Linked DNA regions of Ovis aries: region 1 is linked to region 2. The links are chromatin contacts, called in public Hi-C maps. All regions are on one chromosome and are shown on one strand. The core of a region is the stretch at or near the end of the contact, and the rest is flanking DNA. Distances in the headings are between cores, read along the strand shown. Region 1 holds the start of NAA25 (N-alpha-acetyltransferase 25, NatB auxiliary subunit). Region 2 holds the start of HECTD4 (HECT domain E3 ubiquitin protein ligase 4).

Region 1 (2,700 bases), core at 76-2,575, 210 kb before region 2:
ACCACCCACCCCAGAAGAAAATGTGAAGATCAAACAATAATAAGTATAAAAGGCCAAGGAGAGTGACTGACATAATTAGCAGACTATCCACATTATTGCTGTTGATAATAATAATTATTATTGTTGTTGTTATCAACAAGGCTGTTGCTAGAATCAAATAAGACTCAAGAGCAAAACATTATACAAATTACAAAAAGCACTGCCAGTTGTACCAGAAACATAAAGTTACCCCCATCCAAAAAAGTTAAATCATCTCAGCCTCCATTTAAGTAACATCTACCCTATAAACACGAGGCCTCCTTTTGGAAAGCCACTGACCTTGAAGCCTTCGTCACTATGAACTAGACCAAGACCACACAAGCATCTAAGGGGAAAGGAAATACAAATGGGGCCACTTTCCAATTACAGAACGTCTCGATTACTGAAGAGGTTTTCCTCCCTTACTCAAATACGTGATTTTTCCCAACTGGAAGAGCAGAATGCCACCAAGGTCTTAAAGCCTGAGGGTTGAGGTAAGCGTTATGAAAGGGGATCCACTTAGCACGCGGAAGGCAGGCTGCAAAGGAAAGACCAGAGAAGCTACAAAAAGGAAGAGCCCTCCCTGCATGCCCCCCGACACCAGCTATTGGAGTCGCTTCACCGCTATTTTGGACCCAAGACCCCCCCCCCCCCCGCCCCGCCGCCCCCGCTTCCCACATGTGCCCAGAGCAGCTGTTCCTCCACCACAGGGCTCTGTATTGGGAACCTCAAATCCGGGCCTGCTCCTGACTCGATATGGGTTGACCTTGCGTCAGCCCCTTCCCTTCTCTGGACCTGTTTCTCCCTGTGCCCCGAGCACAGTTAGTCAGACAACCCTTTAGGCCCCGCTCCCTCAAGTAAAAAGTCTTTAGTGGGGAATTTTCCCTCATGCTGGGGTGTTCCACCCTCATGCCGGAGCCAGCTTCCACCTGCGGACAGACAACGCAGCCTGCGGGTAGCGGAGGTCCCGGCGAGAGTAGTGTCTCACAGGGCCTGCCTGTCAGGCCGGCTCTGCCGACCTGCGGCCGCCCTGGCCGCGCCGCCACCAACTCAGGGCTCGAGAAAGCCAGGCCGGCGCTTACGCGAGGCCCGTGGCTGAGGCCTAGAGGCCCGCGCGGCCCGCCCCCTGTGCCCGCCGGCTCGGCTTCTGGCCCCTCAGCGCCCCTCCCGGGCCTTCGCCCCGGCTTCGGAAGCCCTCGGCGCATTCGGCTGGCGACCAGACTGGCCCCAGGCACTCACCGTAAATGGGTCGGAGGCGCCTGTCGTTAGGGTCCTGCACATGGCCCCGCGTCGCCATGATGACAAGCGCAGGACCGCAGTGCGCACGCGCGGGGCAGGCCCCCGGGAAGGGGCTGTTAAAGGGCCAGCGCCGATCTCGCGCTTCTATCGCGATGGTCGCGTGGTTGCGACAGAACGCGCCGGCGCGGAAAACACAGACACTCAAACCGCATCCCCGCCCCCCGCCCCCCAAGGTGTGTCACTTCATGGCTCCTTTTCCTCCCTTTCGCTGGTGAAAAGTGAGGGGAGGGGTGGGGGAGAAACTTGGTTAAAGACAGGGCTCGGCTGCTGCTGCTCATCCTGTTTCTCCTCTGTGCTGAAGGACCAGTTAGACTTGCCTTTGATTCACTGTTGAGGAACCGGAAACTCTTGTGGGAGGGTGACCCCGGGGACAGTAGGGGGAAAAGGGTGCTGAGCGACAAGTAGAACGTGCCAGAAAAGTTCGAGGTCCCTTCACGCCCTCCTCGGTGCTCAGCCTGCTAAGAAGCATCCTAGGGATCAAAGTTAACATTACCAGTTAGAGGTGATGAGAAAGGAACTTCCCTGTGTAGTATTTTTTTCTGGAAGACCCATAAACTCAGACTAGTTACAAAGAAAACATCAAACAAATCGCACTGAGTGACATTCTACAAAATGCCTGACCGGTAGGCTTCAGGACTGTCAAGGTCATGAAAAATAAGGCAACAGTGAGAAGCCGTTACAGCCCAGCAATACCTAAGGAGACAAGACAACCAAACACAATGTGATACCTTCCTTGGGATCCTGGAACAGAACAAAGGGCATCAGTGGAAAAAGAGTTGAAATTCAAATAAAGTCTAGAGTTCAGTTAATAGTATTGTGCTAATGTTGGTTTCTCATTTTGATGAATGTACCATGGTAATGCAAGATGTTAAGTGGTTGAGGGGCATATGAAAACTTAATCCTCTTTTCACTCTCTTTTTAAGTCTAAAATTATTCCAAAATCAAAGATTTTGGAATGCTTTTATTGTTTGTTTTTTAAAATTTTCTGCCGCACCCTGCAGTACTTGGAATCTTATTTTCCCAACCAGGGATAGAACCCCTGCAGTAAAAGCACAGTCTTAACCTCTGGACCACCACGAAGGTCCCTAAATGCACTTGTGGGGGGGTGACTACTTTTTAAAAACCAAATGCACTAGAAACTCTCATCCCAATTCTGTCCTGAGTTCTAGCTCAAAGAGAAAATTCCAGAAGCAATTACACAGAAAAATTCTTAGTGAGAATGGGGATGCTTGGGGAGAGAGAGTCCCTCAAATGAAGATATGATCTGTGATCCTCATAGAAAATAGTTCCTAAAGCTGAGGAGAGTTTAAAATACACTAGATGGGGACCTCCCTGGCCATTTCACTCCAGAGGACACGGGTTTGAGCATCACCTAGGAACTTA
Region 2 (2,721 bases), core at 106-2,605:
TTCCTACACGTCAAAATGTCATCCCGCAAAGTGGAGGTGGGGAGGGGGCAGTGCCTGGATCAACCGATCCTGCCGGAGCTCCCACCCCGGGGCAAACACGGGAACCAAGTGAAGTCGGTGCAAAGTTCCCATCCATCCAGCATATTTGGTTTCCTTCTGCCCCCAAACCCAGCGGCAAAACTGCTGAGATTTGCTTTTGCACCTGCCATGGCTGCTAAGCCTGGGCTTCTCCTTGACCCCCGAGATCATAGATAAGGCCTTGCGGCCTAAAACGTTCATGACCCTTGCGGAGAGCGCATTGAGGACCGCCGCAGCATCCCCCTTCGCTGTCCACACAGCCAGCTTGCTTCCCTGACAAAGGCCCCGTGCCAATCCCCGGCACGACACACAGTAGTTGCTGGAATGCCCATCACCGACTGGCAGCTGCCACTACCTTCTCCCGAGAAAAATAAACAACACACACGCGCACACACACACACACACACACACACACACACACAGCACTGGGGTATAACAACACGGCGGGAGATGTAAAGCATTAAAATTAAAAAGACCCCAAAGCTAAGCAGCCTGGGTGTGCCCTGGAAGTGCGTCCGAGGGGCCCGTGGGGGAGGGGAGATAGGGCCCGGGAGGCGGCGGCTCCTCTGGGGCGTGAAGGCCGGGCCGGGTGATGGTCTAATAAAATGCTGGGAGTCGGAAGGTTCAAAATGAAACCACAAATGAAATCCCCGGCGGGCCTGAGGCCCCGGGTGGTCTGCAGACCAGCGGCGCGGCCCGCACCTGCCTGCCCAGCGCCCACCCACACACACACCTGCCAGGGCAGCCTTCTGGGGCCCTCGGGGTCCGGGGTGAAGCAGAAAGAAGGCCCGACCCCAGGGTGCGGGCCGGGTGGGCTAATCTGATGGCGGAGGCCAGGGGGCAGCCTCGCTCACCTCTAGGTCAGTGTCGGCGGCCTCCGGGGCCCCGAGGATCTCGCTGGGCAGCTCGGCCAGGTCGGTGACCCGGATCAGCCCGTCGTGCAGGAAGATGGTCTCCTCCTTCACCGAGAGCCACTGCGCCGAGTCCGCGGCCGCAGCCGCCGCAGCCGCCGCGGCCGCCGACGAGCCCATGGCCCCAGCTGAGGGGTTGGCTGTGAGGAGCAGCCGCTCGGCTCGGCGAGATGCGAGCAGGAGCCGCCGAGTTCACCAGTCCATGGCAGCAGCCGCCGCGCCCGCCTGCAGCGCCCCACTCGCCGCCTCGCGCGTGCAGCTCCGCCCTAGGAGGTCCGAGCTGCCATCCTCCCACCCCTGGCCCCGGAGACCCCGGCCCCGCCGCCACCGCCGCTGCCGCCGCCCTGAGGAACAGGATCCGCCTCTGCCGCTAGGCAGCCAACTGTCAGTGAGGCGCCATGTTGGGGGCGGGGCTCCCGGCATGCCCCGCGGAGCGGACAATACCGGCCCCGCCCACTCGTCTGGCCCCGCCCACCTACCGAAGGCCCGGGGACAGCCAGGTTGGCTGGATCTCTGCCTAGCCTTTTTCTGCACCTTGCCCTCAGAGTGACCTCCCACGTCCTTTACAGTTCCAGGGCGCCCTACGTCTGCATTACTCCAGGAGAAGAGGGCAGCCTTCCTCTACTCTCCTCCCCTCTGCTCATGTGTGCAACCCTCTCTGGCCTGAGTCCCACCGTGGGCACCTGGGCAGACACATGGAAGTTCACGGGCTGCTTACACGTTTAAATAAGATATATGCAAAAATATGGCTCACAGTAGGTGCTGAAGTTTGTTCATAAGCACTTGGTCGAAATGCACAGTAGGTGCTACATATTCACCACAAATTCTTGTACCCAATAAGCACTCAAAATCTGGTGAAAATAAAGCACTAGTCACAATGTCTGGTGTCTGGACCTTAATAAATGCTCCAAGAGGGAGTTAAAATTATTCTTATATTCTATCACTATTCAACACTGATTGACATACACCTTAAAAATATGCCAGCCATCCCGCTTTTATTAAAAGAAGAAAGGAAAGAACTATGTGTTTAGAGAAAAATGTGTGGGTGACTATGTACTAAGTTGTTAATATGAATTGCCACACAGAGCAGGACTAGCCTGGAATGGCTGAAGTAAGGTTAACTTTGTATTGCTTTTATACTTCCCCAAAAAAAAAAAAAAAGCACTCTTTGGTATCAAAGGACTTGAATGCATATGTCCACCAAAATACCTGCACAGGCCTAGATGTCCATCCATACATGAATGGATAAAGAAGTTGTGGTACATAAATGCAATGGAATATTACTCAGCCCATAAAAAGGAATGCATTTGAGTCAGTTCTAATGAGGAGGATGAACCTAGAGCCTGTTACACACAGTGAAGTAAGTCAGAAAAACAAGGATTGTGTGGTAACCATATATATGAAATCTAGAAAAATGGTACCGATGAACCTATTTGAAGGGCAGCAGTGGAGACACAGACATAGAGAACAACCTGTGGACACAGTGGCAGGAGGAGAGGATGGGACAAACTGAGAAAGTAGCACTGAAACGTATATATTACCATAAGTAAAATTAGATAGCCAGTGGGAACTTGCTGTATGAGGCAGGGAGCCCAAATCAGCTCTCTGTGACAGTCTAGAAGGGTGGGATGTAGAAGGGAGACTCAAGAGGGAGGGTAAATATGTATACCTATCACTGATTCATGTTGGTGTATGGCAGAAACCAATATAACACTGTAAAGCAATTATCCTC

The links. A called contact is a pair of places that touch in the nucleus more often than the background predicts.
Region 1: a Hi-C map of hypothalamus shows a contact between it and region 2, with 2.7 times the contacts expected there. The contact joins the promoter of NAA25 here to the promoter of HECTD4 in region 2. A contact is called at or near these places in 2 of 16 Hi-C or Micro-C datasets (hypothalamus and tail adipose tissue).

What each region holds. Positions count from the first base shown.
Region 1 is chr17:62,208,339-62,211,038 of ARS-UI_Ramb_v3.0, reverse strand. It overlaps NAA25 (N-alpha-acetyltransferase 25, NatB auxiliary subunit), which reads right to left and starts at 1,325. Exons shown (of 24, transcript XM_060401261.1): 1 at 1,258-1,325. The coding sequence starts at 1,315.
Region 2 is chr17:62,000,142-62,002,862 of ARS-UI_Ramb_v3.0, reverse strand. HECTD4 (HECT domain E3 ubiquitin protein ligase 4) reads right to left here and starts at 1,355. Exons shown (of 76, transcript XM_060401254.1): 1 at 933-1,355. The coding sequence starts at 1,109.